Linked DNA regions of Mus musculus: all the other regions are linked to region 1. Evidence: chromatin contacts called from public Hi-C and HiChIP or PLAC-seq data. All regions are on one chromosome and are shown on one strand. The core of a region is the stretch at or near the end of the contact, and the rest is flanking DNA. Distances in the headings are between cores, read along the strand shown.

Region 1 (3,382 bases), core at 415-2,914:
ATGAGACAGTCCCAAATGTTTTAAGATTCTAAGCGGCTAAGTGGTACTGTCTTAATTAAGAGTTTTAGATTATCTTTTTAATTGAAGTATAAATTCAGTGAACAATAACTAATGAAATGGAATTTCTATAAATAAATGTAATTTTACTGCCCAGCAGTAGATATTAGTCAAATAATATGATCTGTGGGAGTGTTTCTCAATATATCATGTAGGAAGTGCTGGGTCATTCATCTCATTGCAGTCTCCTACCTACCATACCTGTAGAAGCTACAATCAAAACTGCAGGTAAAGGTGCAGATTACACAAGCCTGGTGGCCTCAGTTTGATCTCTAGAGCCCCCATAACTGTTTAAGGCAGTAGTTCTCAACATGGGGGGTGTGACGCCTTTGGGAAGTCAAATGACCCCTTTCACAGGGGTTGCCTAAGATCTTCAGAAAACACAGATGTTTGCATTAAGATTCATAGCAGTAGCAAAATTACAGTTATGAAGTAGCAATAAAAATCATTTCATGGTTGGGGGTTACCATAATATGAGGAACTATATTAAAGGATTGCAGCATTAGGAAGGTTGAAAACTGCCGGGCGTGGTGGCGCACGCCTTTAATCCCAGCACTCGGGAGGCAGAGGCAGGTGAATCTCTGAGTTCTAGGCCAGCCTGGTCGACAGAGTGAGTTCCAGGACAGCCAGGACTACACAGAGAAACCCTGTCTCGAAAAACCAAAAAAAAAAAAAAGGAAGTTTGAAAACCACTGGTTTAAGGAAAAAAGAGATTTCACAGATTGTTCTTTGGCCTTCACACATATATGCCTTGGCACACACAGCCACACATTAACATCACACACACACTAATAATGATGATGGTAATATTTTAATTAGTGTTAACCATCAAATGGTAAAATATTTTAAATGACTTTATTAAGCATCTTAACCAGTAACAAATGAACAAGACAAAGATAGTTATTTGCTGCATTGATTAATATAACTCCATGAGTTGAGATTTTAGCTCACCAAATTTTCCTCATCTTTGGTAGAAACAGAAGGATCTTTTGTATCTTGTGTGCTACTGTACCCTGTGGTAAAGCAAAGGACACTTAAGTTGACAAAGGTACCTTTTGAACTTGTCCTACTCCATCTATTTGGGGGTGGGGGGAGGGGGGTGCAGCTCTGAAAGCGTCTCTGTGCAGAAGGCCTTGGAATTACCACAGTTCCAGAAAACTACATTACATTATGAACACAATTTGCAAAGTCAGCACTTTGCAGAAAGGGTCAGCAACCTTCTCTTTGCATTAAGCTGACAGTCGCTCCCAGAAGTAAGTTAAATCTACTGCGAAAAAGCAACAGAGGCAGCCAGCTGAGATGGCTAAGTAGTGAGTTATTCAGCCCTTCTCCCCTTCTTTCTCTTCCTGACGATATGATCGCATTTTTTTCTAATTTAAACTTCGAGAAGTCCTGTGCTCTCTGTGACAGCCACAGGACTGTCTGAAGCATTGCCCTGGTGGTATCTGATAGCCACTAGCTCTTTTTTTTAACCCCTTGACACTTAGGAATAAATTCCAGCAAGGCAGGAATCTTGTCTGCTCCGTTTGCCCAGCACTGTGTGCAGTGCCCAGTGCTGATTCATCTTCCCAAAGAGCTCTGCACCTGCTCTGCATTTTGATTTGGGTGTTTCTATGATAACGCTCATCTCCCCCTTTCAGGGTGATAGACAGGAAGGAACATTCTGAAAGGAACAGTGATGCTCTCTTCTGAGGCTGTGCCTTCTACCTAATCCCCCTACAACTGTCTTCCCTTCTACCTGATCTCCCTATAATTGTCTCATCTCTCCCCACATGCAGTCCCCTGATGAGGTATGCTGAGCTCTATCCGGTGTTGTGTGTAGGGTTCTGGAATTGAGGTTGCCTGTATCAGACAACTGTCTTGTGTCTATCTCTTTGTCTTGTTTTGTTTTTAACATTTTTTTAATCCATATGTCAAAGGTATGGCCGAGATAATGAAAGTTTGCCTTATTCTAAATGTAACTCCCCTCACAGCTGGGACCGTTATTTTTTTTCCATCTCTGACCTACTTTTCGAAACCCCACAGTGAGTTGAAATAAAGCAATCTGTTGTTTTGTTTCTGTGTGATGCAGACAGGTCCATGTGATACATATATACTTGATACATATAGAGATCTATCAAATACTTATCGGTCATACAGTCAAATTGAAAGCTTGATTACTTTAGGGGAAATAAAGGCAAATCAGTGTAGTCACTGCTGGTTTTGAAACCATATGTGTATTCTTCATGCATAAATGGAAGGATTGGAAGAGGTCTTAATACCTTCTAGCTCTGAATTTTCTAGGAACTACAGTTTGGCAGTTAGAAGGGATTGTGACCTTCTAGTAAGAAATATTTATGAAGTGATAACAGCAGGGGACTTGGGGAGCAGGAGCAGTCAGTAGTGAAGGAGAGACCATACACATAGCTTACATGTTTTAAAAGTTGGCAGCCTATAAAAGCAAAGAAAGACAGTGGCCAGCAGTCAGGAAGGCCATGCTCCAGTTTAAACAGTGGGCATGTCCCAGGTGCTGCAACTGGAGGATGCCAAATGGAAAGCTGTGACGTGACGGTAGGTCTAAGTGGCTTGTATCCTGTGCTACTTTAAAAGCTAATGACTCAGCCGGGCGGTGGTGGCGCACGCCTTTAATCCCAGCACTTGGGAGGCAGAGGCAGGAGGATTTCTGAGTTCGAGGCCAGCCTGGTCTACAAAGTGAGTTCCAGGACAGCCAGGACTACACAGAGAAACCCTGTCTCAAAAAAACAAAATCAAAACAAAACAAACAAACAAAAAAGCTAATGACTCCATCATGACTGTAACAAACACATCAGTGCGGCAGTGAGAGCCCGTCTGTCAGCATCAGCAACAGCATTAGTCAGACTGTATTTGTGAGCATATTTGCTTAGGTCTCTTCTAAATACCCTTCACTTTTCTCTCAGAGAAACCCAGTTCATCGTATTCTGAAAAGGAGCGGCCGTAAAGGACTGATCCTGTCTGAAGCACTTTGGTATAAAAGTTGCTTAGCAGTGGGGCAGAAAAGAAAAAAAGCAATTAAGTTTATATTTAGTGATCTATCTATACACATCTGGAGCACATTTGGGAAAGAATTCAAAAGGGCCAATTCATTGCATGCCTCCTGCTACAGAACGAGTGTGGGAGTCAAGCTGCGATTTCCACAGCATCAGACATTTATTGTTGACTTCAAAAAGTTCTCCCACTTATGTGTAATTACTATCCTAGCAAATGGCTCTGAAATTTCAGCTTCTTAAGCATAAGGCAGAGTGGTCCTTTAAAAGTAAAATAAAACGTAGGCCCTATGAGATAAAATTAAGATAAATTAAGAATC
Region 2 (3,382 bases), core at 328-2,827, 340 kb after region 1:
TTCTGACGGCATTTGGTGGCTATAAATAGCCTAGTCACAAACACAATCCATAGAAGGTGTTTCAAACTTAGATGAGGAAAGGCACGAGGGACAGGTGATTGAAACTAAGAGGTGTTTGACCTAGCTCTCATTCCCCCGGGGATGTTCCTACAGACCCTGACATACACTTATTCCAGTCACCATTCTGAAAGTTGCCCTCAAAAACTCTTTAAAGACACACCTCTGTCTAGTAGACATGGTGAGTGCTGAACTCTAGTCTCTGACTCTCATATCTAACTTCATTTGCTGATGAGCCTGGTCTCCTAAAGGCCCCTTAAGGAATTTCTGACATCAGCTTGGCTCCAAGGCAGTGAGGTCTGAGTGCAAGCCTCCAGCTTGCCTGCCAACCCACTCTTAAACCGGCCCCTCTTTCACCCCACAACTTCTCTTCAGTTCCCAGGCCCAGAGAATGAATGGAAACCAAGTGATCTTTCTCCCACATCTTTACTCACCTCTTAGCACTATCAAGCAGACACTGGGAGGTGCCTGGTATTTATTTTAAAAAAGAAAAGGATTTCCTCAGCAAGAGCTCTTCAGCTTTTGCTTAGGCTTAAACGCCAGGAAGTAGCTGTTCCCATAAGAACCATCCAGAAATGAATAAAGCCAACCTAGTACGTGTCCTGGGTAGTGCTGTAAGAGTGCAGTCAGTGAACAGTCCACAGTCACAGGGAAAACCAGAGATCAAACCAGCTGTTGTCAGTCCTTGTGATAACCCAGAATAGTCCAGAAGTTAGTCAGAGGCAAATATAATGCTTTAAGTGATCAAAAGATATAGATGTGTGTATGCATGTATGTATGTATGTATGCATGTGTGCATTATGATGTCCCTATCTGCCAAGTCCTGCCCACCTTGGGTCCCCAAAGCTCACTGCCCCACTTAAAGAGAGGAAGCACAAGGGACCAACTGGCCACTTGGGGAAGCTGTGCAAGATGAAATGCAGGGGACAGTGGAGTGTCCCCATGTGCAAAGCCGCTGCATGGTGCCCCTCAAAGTTGAGCTCTTGGCACCAACTTTCCAAATTATGGGATGAGTGTTAGTCATATAGGTCTGGCATTAACATGCAAATAAGAATGCCCAAGTCCTCCACTTCACGCTTTAGGGTCCTCTTTTAAAATCCAGTCGCTAGCTATGGCTATAAAAGAGAGGGTAAAAAAATAGCGGGACCTTTGCATGCTTTTTCTCATTGAATTCTCTATCCTAAAGCCAAGGCACTTCTTAGACCAGAGAGAGGCAGGGAGAGGGAAGGCGGAGACTGTGAAAGCTTAAAGACATTTCACCTATTCTCACACAAAAGCTTTGCCTTGCATAAAGAGCTGCTACTCCATTCTGTCAATCAAATGTAATAGCTCTGTTTTCATTGCAACCACGGTATAAGAAAAGCCAAAGTCTGCTACAAAGCCCCCCTTCGTGTATTCAGGGACATCACAGGGAGGCTTAACCCGGTCATGTCTGTAAACTCACCAGGCTGCTAACTGTGTCTCTCTTCTTCTCTGTCTCTCCCGCCTACCTCTCTCCGGCCTGAATAATCGCTTTGACTTCCATACCCCTGGCTCCCTGGAGAGGGCCTGTGGGGAGGCACCACAGAGGCAAGCACGTCTCCATAAAGAGATGTGACAAATCGTTTGAGTAATGTGTTAGCAGAACAAAAGAACAAAAACCAAGCTTGCATCCTTAGCCGTGCTTCTCTGAGACAGGATGGGGGTGGCAAGGCCTCCCCACTCCTGTAACTGTGAGGGAGGGCAAGGGCAAACACAGAGCAGGCGCTGACTGGTCATCCCCATGCCAAAGGCAACATAACCTGCCGTACTGGTTAAAAACAAGCAAGCAACCACCACAAAAGCAAAACAGAAAACAAAAGCAAAACAAAACTGTAGTTTTGAGAGTACAGAACTAGGAAGAGATAGCTGGATGTCAAACAGAATATGACCACCTCATTCCACCACAAGAATTAAAAGAAAGGAAAGGAGGGGGAGGGGGAGGGAGAGAGGGAGAAAGCTGCCAACCTCCACCTCTGGCTATTAAAAAGTGACTAAATACCATGTTTCCAACCCATAATCTCTCTCCCAACAGCATCCTCCTGTTTTTAAAGCTGCCTTACCTGTGGATAAAGCACGGGTGCACACTTGGTTTTATGGACCCACCCACTGAGCTGGCTTAGGATCACCACCCCAGTATAGGCATACGGAAAAACCACCAGAAACTGTCCCCACCCCCATTCTCCTGAAGGGGCCACAAAGCCCAGGAAGGATTTCCTGAGCCTCCTCTGAAGGCAGCCAAAGGTGCAAAGGTCCTGTAGGCCTCGTGTGTGTCCCCTTCTGCTGTGTCCATCTGTCCTGCAGGTGTACACCAGCACTGACCACTTGTCATCAGAGCAAGCCCTGGAGTTCTCTCTCTCTCTCATGCTTCCTGTCTGTAGAGCGCTTGGTTGGGTGGAACTTCAATTGCTCTGGATGCTTTCTCTTGGTAGCCTGTCTCCTGCTATAGAAGTACCAACCATAAACATAGCAATGCGCGAAGACTAAACCCTTGAGGAGACAATACCTTCTTAGTGATAGTTTAGATTTTTTTTATCCTCTCCTATTGAGATGGGGACAATTTTAGAAATTATATCTTTTAAATACAGAAAATGACCTTTCCAGATACCCAAAATAACACCCAAAATAACAGAAGAGCAGGAGAGCATGGGCTGCTGCTACCTCCTGACCGAAAGGGTATCTGCGTTCTTTCTGCCCTTGGCCTCTCTTCTCTGTGTCCTCCAGCAGGTCAGCGAAGTCACGTTGGTGTTGGTGCCCCCTCTGAGCAGGGGACACAAACCACTATTGTCTTCTTTCAAGCAATATTTGCCAATGGGTCAATTGAGACCAATGACATTTGGAGAGAAAGAGAGAGAGAGAAAGAGAGAGAGAGAGAGAGAGAGAGAGAGAGAGAGAGAGAGAGAGACTGATCCTGCAATCCTGCTATTTTATGGCTTGTGAAAGGACTGTGATGTCCTAGAGAAACATCTTCCTGAGGGTGTCAGATGTTCTGGCTGTTGGATCACTGCCGCCATCCCTAAGTCACCAGTCTCCCTCCCTCCCTCCCTTCCTTTCTTCCTGTCTGTCTGTCTGTCTTTTTTCATCTAGTCCTTTGACAATAACTTCCAGCATTCTTTCTGGAGGCAGGGAGTGAGGTACGGAGGCAGTGAGGCAAGTGGCTCTGCCTTTAGAGTAAAGCTTTCAAATAAGTTTCCATAGCAAACAAGCAGAGCCAAGGCACTCACAGAAACACTTGTATTAGCCAGGCAATGGTGATGTACTCCTTTTATCCCAGTACTCAGGAGGCAGAGGCAGGCAAATCTCTGAA
Region 3 (3,382 bases), core at 488-2,987, 300 kb before region 1:
GCTCTGGATGGGGCTGTTGAACAGACTCGGAGCCTCCTTAAGTTCCCAATGACCCCTAAAGTAGCAGTTCCTGTGAGTATGTGGTGAAACACAGGGTTGGACAAAGAGGGACCAAGGACTAAGAGACTTTACTTCCCAGCAAAGAATAGTCTATACCCAAAACAACCCCTTTCAAGAAGTCACTAGAGGCTAAAGAAAGACTGAATTAATGAAGGGGAAACAATAGTATATGCATAATGACATGTAACAACATGGAGATATTAATATTTCAAGAAGAAAAAATCCAGTGACATAATGTATTTGGAAATCAATTTTTAAGTCTGCCTTATACGGAAGCTTCCAGCAGAAAGGACATGAAACTCAAGTCTCGTGCCCATGAGCAGACACAGCAAGACAAGCTGGATTCCAGGCAATAAGGCAGAAAGATCAAAGTGGATGCTCAGCCTCTGTGTAAAGAAGATCGAGCAAGTGAACAAGAAGTTTATCACTGCCGAAGATTCAGGCTAAGGACTCTAGCTCAGTGCACCAGAACCTTAGTATGTGGCAGAGTGTCAAAGAGAATTCTTCAGGGTCACCCTGGAGAATGTCATCAAAAAGAGGAGCAACATGACTGTGGCTTCCGGGAGTGCCATCATTCTGACTTGACCAGTCAGGTTTGCAAAGAGGCTGACTCCCCCTGTGTGTAGCCAGGGAGGTAGAAAATTCAAAGGACTGAGAAGAGAATTAAGCTCGGCAAACAGCGCTGTGTAAAATGTATGTCTCTAGGCGCTCTTCTAATCCACATAAATTTGCTTATCTACGGACTGGGAGGGCCTTGAACATGAATTCTTTGAATGTTTGTATGTGCCTTCGAGGACAGGGGATGACCGCAGATGTTACTCAGATGTTTGCCACTGTGTTAGGACCTCACTACTCTCTTTAAGTCTGCCTGGCAGAACCAGTGGTCCTACTATCTCCATATAGCAAATGCTGAGATACAAGAGTGTGCACGTGAGCTGAAGAATCAAACTCCGGTCCGCCAGCTTCTTCAGGGAACACTTTGCCGATTAAGCCATCTTCTCCAGGCCTATGACTTCTAAAAGTGTTTCTCAGGAGCTGTCAGAGGGCCGGGGCAGTGAATCAAGTTAAGAATTGAAAGAGATATGCTCACAACTAACTGCAAGTCTATATGAAGCAGCCCAAGTTAGATCCATCTGAGCCAGCCTATAGTACCAATAGAGATGAAAACAAATTGTTTTGGCTCGCTGTTTGGAATCATTCTGCAGGAACAGAGAATTGAAACATCACCCCAAGTTTCAAAATTCTTGTTCCTGATTGACTAGTAGCTCTTATGGCCCATGTGTCCTCCATCTTGTGCCATCACCGTATCCGTGGGAAAATCATGAAGGATGATGAGTCTGGGAGGCAGAGGGGGTCTGGTCTGACCATATCTGGAAGTAAATCTAACACTTCCACCTGTATTTCATCAGGCAGATCTCTCTTGGACGATTGGGCCTGACCCAGGGATATCTGGGAAATGTAGTCCAGCTGTGGGTTAACTGTGTAAAGGTTGATCTCTAGATCACAAACTGACGTCCTCCCAGGAAACTTCTGAGTGTGAGGTAGGCGCAACAGTATGACACAAATATATGAACTTGTCACTCTGTTCCATTCTAATGCCCCTTTATACTTTATTCCCTGGCCTTTGTAATTATTCACCACCGGAAGTGACACCGAAGTGTCTGGGGCTGGGAGGAAACAGTCTTGTAACTTGAGACTAAGGGTGCCTCTGATCAGGAAATGGGGGCTCTGGAGACACTTTCTGTCGATCTCCCAGTCCCTGATTCATACTTCCTACATCGAGTCTACTTCTGTTAGGCATTTGTGGATGTTGTTGTCCTCCTGGCCATGCTGAAGTTGATGCTTTGGTTTATCTCCGAAGCCCTGCTCTTATCTGTCTTGGCAGCGTTTTTGCTTCCACTCCTGGCAGTTCGATGTCTATTTTAGTACTTCTTCCTCGCATGGCCCGTTGCACACGTACAGATGAGATGTCCAAATGAGCGCTAGCCACTTGCAGGAATCTGAATAAATTGCATCCTTCCTTTTCTCCTTTCTCAGTGAGACGCAGCAGGCTGAGGGTTACAGGAAGGAGCTGCTGAGGAGAGTGGGAAAATGATTCATTGTTTAAAAACAGCCCTCATGTGCACAAGGCAGCTCTGAGACAACAGCTCCCTATCTCCTGCAATTTTCCTCCTATTCTACCCCCATCCTTTATTCTCGTAGACTGTTTAGTATTAAATTTTAACCCAGAGTTCTACAGAATGCCCGGAAATTATTGTGCTGCTTCAGGGTAGGAACAGCCCCCATTTTCAGGTTCCCTTCAGTCCTTACCCTAGTTAATGGCAAATGTCTGACCATTAGCATCCGGAGAAAGACACGCCAGTTTGTCATTATTTTCTCCAGTGGCAAATAGTGATAAATGCTGAAAGGCCCTTTCCATGATGTGGTATTGTTCCTATGCTGGAACCACAGTTGATTAGGGGATAGAGGGATGCCATTTTCAAAGATACAAGTCCATCTTATGAGGTGCACTGGCCCTGGTCTCAAAATTATGGTCAAAGTTTGTGGAAGAAAGAGTATTTCCAGTCTTTCCATTTTTCTTGCTTCCAGTCCTGGCTACCTTAAGTCACTCTAGACTGGAATCTCAGATATTTGTTAACTGCTCAGAGTGTTCCTTGATGGTCTTTCCTCAGTGTAAAGAGCAGTGAGTTGATGGTAGACTCCAGCAACTCCAGTAACTGAAGTCCACATGGGCACTGCCTACTCTAGCTGCCCACAGAGGGATCTGCACAGAGCAAAGTCAGGCAGCCTCACATTGAGGTGAGGACCTGTCTCATCCCCAGCCTCCCATACAGATGCTCACACGTGAGATACCGTGGGCCACACGGAGAATGTTCTGGGAGCTTCAGTTTCAGATGCTCAGTGTTCTGTGTTTCCCCAGACCTAAACTAAGGAAGAGTTTCTCAAGGAGACACCTGCTCTCACCGCCATCTTTGTGTTCCTCCTCTCTGGAGATGCAGACAGGGAGGAAGCAGGGCCGGGGAATGTGGACGAACAAGGAAGGTGCTGGAGAAGTGAAGCGCACTTGATGCCTTTAAACCCAGGCTCCTTGAGATGAACTCCATTATCACTTGGTAAGGTCTAAAATGTGTCCTCCTCATGGTTTACGCTGGAGTTGCTTTCTTGGCTTTGTTTCCAAAATACATTTAGTTATTTTCACTTATTGTTCCTTATTTGAACCTAATTGTGGTAGCCTACAATAAAAATTCTGCACCCCATTCAGTGTACTATATTAACTAGGACTTTTTCCCTTTTAAACTAGACCTGGTTCATTTTTCCATGT

The links. A called contact is a pair of places that touch in the nucleus more often than the background predicts. HiChIP or PLAC-seq counts read pairs in DNA pulled down with a chosen protein or histone mark.
Region 2: a Hi-C map of cortical neurons shows a contact between it and region 1, with 1.8 times the contacts expected there. The contact joins two enhancer-like sites. A contact is called at or near these places in 5 of 484 Hi-C or Micro-C datasets (the N1E-115 cell line, cerebral cortex, cortical neurons and 2 more) and 1 of 115 datasets of contacts at active chromatin or transcription factors (SST interneurons).
Region 3: an H3K27ac HiChIP or PLAC-seq map of SST interneurons shows a contact between it and region 1, with 5 times the contacts expected there. The contact joins two enhancer-like sites. A contact is called at or near these places in 1 of 39 promoter capture datasets (liver), 2 of 15 datasets of contacts at CTCF or cohesin (both in the NIH/3T3 cell line), 52 of 484 Hi-C or Micro-C datasets (B cells, the C2C12 cell line, the C3H10T1/2 cell line and 34 more), 14 of 115 datasets of contacts at active chromatin or transcription factors (the HPC-7 cell line, SST interneurons, bone marrow-derived macrophages and 9 more) and 1 of 9 other capture datasets (embryonic stem cells).

What each region holds. Positions count from the first base shown.
Region 1 is chr2:69,081,452-69,084,833 of GRCm38.p6, forward strand. The region is part of intron 8 of Cers6 (ceramide synthase 6); the gene reads left to right. Among named protein-coding and RNA genes, the nearest start is that of Gm39840, 47 kb to the right of the region's middle. Within about 2 kb of position 1,665, at least 22 of the 459 cell types and tissues checked have an H3K27ac peak or open chromatin away from gene starts, as enhancers often do. A contact at or near this core is called in SST interneurons and cortical neurons, where this site is marked.
Region 2 is chr2:69,417,059-69,420,440 of GRCm38.p6, forward strand. No RefSeq gene overlaps it. Among named protein-coding and RNA genes, the nearest start is that of Gm36393, 13 kb to the left of the region's middle. Within about 2 kb of position 1,578, at least 39 of the 459 cell types and tissues checked have an H3K27ac peak or open chromatin away from gene starts, as enhancers often do. A contact at or near this core is called in cortical neurons, where this site is marked.
Region 3 is chr2:68,780,829-68,784,210 of GRCm38.p6, forward strand. No RefSeq gene overlaps it. Among named protein-coding and RNA genes, the nearest start is that of Gm36174, 40 kb to the right of the region's middle. Within about 2 kb of position 1,738, at least 95 of the 459 cell types and tissues checked have an H3K27ac peak or open chromatin away from gene starts, as enhancers often do. A contact at or near this core is called in SST interneurons, where this site is marked.